Regions from separate parts of the Macaca mulatta genome. Here region 1 is linked to region 2. Evidence: chromatin contacts called from public Hi-C data. All regions are on one chromosome and are shown on one strand. Each heading gives the region's core, a stretch centred on a gene start, on an enhancer-like site or on the middle of the called end of the contact. The rest is flanking DNA. Distances are from core to core; before and after follow the strand shown.

Evidence for each region. Hi-C and Micro-C count contacts between places; a contact is called where the count stands out from the background.
Region 1: a contact with region 2 is called in a Hi-C map of fetal cortex germinal zone, with 3 times the contacts expected there. The contact joins the promoter of UBE4A here to the promoter of SCN4B in region 2. A contact is called at or near these places in 2 of 14 Hi-C or Micro-C datasets (fetal cortex germinal zone and fetal cortical plate).

What each region holds. Positions count from the first base shown.
Region 1 is chr14:119,031,022-119,033,721 of T2T-MMU8v2.0, reverse strand. UBE4A (ubiquitination factor E4A) reads right to left here and starts at 1,394. Exons shown (of 22, transcript XM_077964377.1): 1 at 1,320-1,394.
Region 2 is chr14:118,823,541-118,826,240 of T2T-MMU8v2.0, reverse strand. It overlaps SCN4B (sodium voltage-gated channel beta subunit 4), which reads left to right and starts at 1,333. Exons shown (of 5, transcript XM_028834031.2): 1 at 1,333-1,540. The coding sequence starts at 1,480.

The DNA of each region.
Region 1 (2,700 bases), core at 145-2,644, 210 kb before region 2:
GTCAGCTCTCATGAACACACAACTGTGTTAACATCAGACTTGGTTTTTTTTTTTTTTTTTGAGACGGAGTCTTGCTCTGTCGCCCAGGCTGGAGTGCAGTGGCACAATCTCGGCTCACTGCAAGCTCCGCCTCCCGGGTTCACGCCATTCTCCTGCCTCAGCCTCCCGAGTAGCTGGGACTACAGGCGCCCGCCACCACGCCCGGCTAATGTTTTGTATTTTTAGTAGACACGGGGTTTCACCGTGTTAGCCAGGATGGTCTCGATCTCCTGACCTCGTGATCCGCCCGCCTTGGCCTCCCAAAGTGCTGGGATTACAGGCATGAGCCACCGCGCCCGGCCGGTATTGTTTTTAAACAGAAATATCTGGAACACTTTGTAAAACTGGGATTGTCAAAATCAAGCTCTATCAAATCATATCCTCCCATAAGGTCTGTGCCCTGGTAAATAATACATATATCATTTAAAAATAGAAATTAAAATATCAACTTAAAATATAAATTAAAAAACAATTTTCGTTGTTGTATGTTTCACCTAACACTATTAGGCCAGACGAATGTGGCAACAAAATTCCATCAACACATCTATCTGCAACCTAGAAGGATGTCAAGTCAAAAAGCAGACAGCAGTCCTTCTTGGATCCCATTTTATCGCAGGTGGGCTTCCACGTGACGCCAAAACAGTAAATGACAGTGAGACTAAACACATGCTTGCTCTCAGGGCATACAACTGAACCTAAAGGGAAGGCTCATCAAATATAAGGTCATGAGCCATGGTCACTCAATTTTAGAAGTGTCTTCTAAACCCAAGGAAACATGAAGCAGAGTGACCCAAGAGTTTTCTGAGGTGAACTCATCACCTGCCTTAAGAAATGTCAACACCCTTCAACTGGTTTGCTTACGACTCGCGATTAATCTTATCTTCTTGGCATCTGCCTATTTGTTATCTATTCTTCATATTTGATCCTTCCATGTTCCATAAGGGATTCGCAGGAAGGAGGGAGATCCACCCGCCTGGGGCACGTTCTAGAGAAAGTAAGTCAAAGATAATGCAATGATAGCGCTCCGGCCTGTTCAGGAGGGGCTTGGCAAAGATGGGGACAGAAATGTACAGAGAGACATCAGAAGCTGGGGCACTGTAAGGGGTTCCAAATCAGACAGGGTCGAAGTTCAAGAAAGAGAAGGTGCCTGGTTAGGAAAGCACAGGAGAAGGAATTTGGAGAAGATAAGAGTGAACAGGGATTAAGTGGCATTGGACTAGCAGAAAATATCACAATGCAAAGTCAATGACCCCGTCCCCTGAAGCTATTGCCTGTCTTACCAGAGCCTGAAGGGCTAGCAGCGACGACACGACAGAATCTCAGCGGCCGAAAGGTTCCCACTTCCGACTCAGCACATCAACCGGAAGTTACGTCATCAACAAGCGTCGGGGTTTGTGGAAGTTCATCTCCGCGCCGGAAGCACCGTGTGCAGGCTCACCCGGGGGACTGGCGCGCAAATCCGCCTACAGCGCATGCGCTAGCTGTATAGCTGCGGACTGGAGGCGGGGCGGAAGTGGCAGGAAGTGGCCTGGGGTCGGATTGTCGGGACGGGAGTGGGTCCACCTGGCAGTGCACTTTGGAGTGTGGAATATGAGGCTGGGTTTTGGAAACCAGCGTACCGAGGGCAGATAAAACTGTGATCCCTGGCTCTGCTCGCAACCTCTGTTGGGGGTCTGCTCTCTTATTTTCCCACCAGTCCTATACCTTTTTGAAGCAGCTTCTGTTACTCTCTGTTATTCAAAGGGATGACACTAATAGCAATAACAACTAAAAGTTTGTTATTGTGCTGTCTTCGGAGCAGTCTTTGGAGTGTGCTATCTTTGATTGGATTTCAGTTTTCTTCTCTGTGAAGTGGAGATGGTATACATCCTACAAGGTTGTTTTTGAGATACACATAAATGGCCGGGCACAGTGGCTCACGCCTGTAATCCCAGCACTTTGGGAGGCCGAGACGGGCGGATCACGAGGGCAAGAGATCAGGATACACATAAATAATAAAGGAAATAATTTTCAAGAGTTAAAAGCGCTGTGCAAGTGAAAATTCACAGAATGAGAGAAAATAGTTGCAACTCATATATCTGATAAAGGATTAATATCTAAAATATATAAAGAACTACAAGAACAAAAAAACCCCAAACAGTTCAGTTCAAAAAAGGGCAAAGGACTTGAATAGACATTTCTCCAAAGAAGATACATTCCAAGAGAATAACTATCCACTTGGTATCTGTGGGGGATTTGTTTCAGGACCCCCTGGGTACCAAAATCCATGGATGCTCAAGTTCCTTATACAAAATGATGCAGTATTTGCATATAAACTATGCACATCCTCCTGTGTCATCCTAGATATGCCTAAGTCATCTCTAGATCACTTATAATACCTAATACAATGTAAATCTAAATAGTGTTGTATTGTTTAGGGAATAATGACAAAAAGTCTGTACATGTTCAGTACAGATGAAATTTGTTTTGGAATATTTCCAATTCATGGTTGGTTGAATCCATAGATGGAGTCCACATATATGGAAGGCCAACTGTACAAATTGTGGATAAGCATATGAAAGAGTGCTCAACATCGCTCGTCTTTAGGGAAATGAGAATAAAACGTAATACCTACTAGGATGGCTATTATATATAAAAAAAGGAAAGTAATTGTTGGCAGAT
Region 2 (2,700 bases), core at 84-2,583:
CTCTCCTGAGAAAGCAAACAGACATTCAGCATTTTGCCTGCAACCTCAAGGGGTCCGCTATTACTCCGAAGCCCACCCAGAGACCCCTGTTAAGAAGGTGGCGTGTTGGTGCGCCTGCAGCAGAAGTCAGACCATGAAGTGGGAGCAGGTTTCCCAGTTCGGACCAGTCCTAGACAGTAAAGATGGCCTGTGATGCAGGGAGGGTCTTGGATGGTTGGAAAGGTGCTCAGGAGGAGATCTACTCATTTACAGAACCACCAGCCCAAGTAGCACCGCTCAGGTGAAACTCTTTCACTTGGGACTGTCTGGGAAAAGGCTTACTCGTTCACAGCCTCGCCTCAGCCCTCTGACCTGGTTGTCACCTCGGACTCCTGCACCCCTACCCCAAAAGGGAGGCCGAGGGAGTCTGCGGTTCCGAAGAAAACCGGAGAGTTGGAGGAGGGCGAAAAGGCAGAGTCTGAGGGGGAGGGCCTAGGTAGGAAAAATGAGGAGCAGGGTGCAGGGGGAGGGAAATGGGGCGCAGGACACAGACCAGGAGCCGGCCGTCCTGCTCCCTAACCTGGAGCATGGCGATTTCCAAGGGGTCCATGGAGAAACGTGGGGCGGGGTGGCGGGTGGGGGAAGGGAGGGCGGGGGCAGTTTGCAATTGGAAAGCTCTGTTCCGGGCTTCCTAAAACAACCGCCGGAGTTGCTGAGCGATGGGGCTGAAGGTGGCGGGAGCGGGTCCCGAAGCTGCACGCGCGCCAAATCGCACGGCCACCGAGGAGGCGCAGGCTGCAGTAGGCAAGCCCGCACACGCCCACCCGTTGTTGCAGTGTCCGCTGCGGACTTTAGAGCGGTCTCTTGGCGGTCCTGGGAAAGGAAGCCACTAACCTTCCCGTGTTCCCCCAAGCAGAACAAAACAGCCTTCCAACAACCGAAAAGCTCCACCTCTACTCCCCTCTGAACTATGTTCCTAATTGGCAGCTCAGCGCATGGGATGATGCGGGTGGCTGCAGGCCGGCCCTGCAGTGCCAGCCGCAGCAGCCAACCCCACCGGAGAGGGAGTTGGGGGTATGGCCTGGTCCCGGGGCTCCGGGACCGCGAGGCGGGGCGCGCCCGGAAGCTCCCTGGGCTCCGCGGCGGCCACCGCCCCTCCTGCGGCTGGAGCGCTTCCAGAGCAAAGGCGCAGCCTCGCTCGCCGCTGCGCTCGCTCAGTCTTCCTCCCGCTCCTGCTCCGGCTCCTCCTCCTCCTTCCCTCCCGCCGCGGCTCCAGCAGCCGGCTCCCAGCAGCGGGCGAGCGCGCCTCCCCCTCCGCTCCTTTCCTCCCCCTCCTCTCGCTCTCTGCCCGCTAACTTTCCCGAGCCCCGACCCGCGGCGCAGAGCTCCGGGGTAGCTTCGTGGCGGAACACCGACCTCGGGCGGAGAGCGCGGCTGTGCCCAGTATCCCATCCCCGCGCCCCCCGCCTCCCCCCCGCGCCCTCCGGAGAGAACAGGACTATGCCCGGGGCTGGGGACCGAGGCAAAGCCCCGGCGAGATGGCTGGGCACTGGGCTTTTGGGTAAGGCAGCCCCAGCTTGGTCTCTTCTCTTGCCTCCCCCCACCCCCAGAGAAGGGGACACTCGAGAAGGAAGATGCCTTGGATAGGGTGGGCTTTGGAGTGCGGCACGGAATGCGGACCGTGGCCGCCGGCTTCCTGCCTGGTTCATAGGCTGTGCTCCCTGGGGACCGTGCGCGTCCCTCTCTGCCCCAGCAGCCCGCCAGTCTCAGGATGAGTTTTTTTGCTGTCTCTGGCACCTTTGGCTCCAGGTTTTTGGAGCTGGATCTTGGGGCTGCAGCGCGGGTCTCCCGAGTTCAGAGGTTCAGGATGCTGGAGGAGGGGGTCCGTGCCTTGGGTGCAGGGGGTACCAGGTGGGTTGCTCGTGTGACTGCTGGGATGATGGTTTGCATCCCTGCCCAGAGCCGTTTGCTTGTTTCCCAGGCACCAGGCATGCACCAATTGGGGGTGGGGGAGTCCCCTTCTTCCTGGGCCCTTTTCCTGCTTTGCTCCTCTGCCCTCTACCTCCCTCAGGAGCCACTGCCTTCTCCACAGCAGCACCCCAAAACTGGAAGGGGCTGGAGGGGCTTGCGGGATCATTCAAGACCCTTTAGGAAGGGCCTCGTCTGTCTCCCTACAAAGAGATTCCGTAGGGAAGACCTGTTTGACCTGCTCCCGGCTCTTCATTTTTGGAGTGAATATGGAGACAGAGGAGACTTGTCCAGAGGACACGGAGGAAGAAGCATTATTAATATCTATTAATATGCACATGAGAGTTTTGAGTGTCAAACTCCAAGAGATTAGGGAATGATATTTATTAGTCCAGAATGTAATCTCCTCATAAATCATAGCCAGACTTTAATGTAAGCCGACTCCATCTCTGGCAACGGCATCTCTTCCTGTTTATATTGGTCAGATTTGGCTTTCGGCAGCTCCCTGCATTGGGAAAGACACACGATGTAGGTATTTGTGCTGAAAACAGGGAGATAGAAGCCTATAAGGGAAGTGGCTACTATTTCTGCGAATGTAAACTGTGTGCAGATCTATCAGGTTGGTGGCTGGTGGTGAAGAGGGGAGAGAGTATTTCTTGTACTTGGGATGTTTATTTACCTCCGTACAGCGAGGTGGAAGACACCCGTGTTTTCTCCTGTACCTCTGGCACAGATGTCATGCTGGTTTCACAG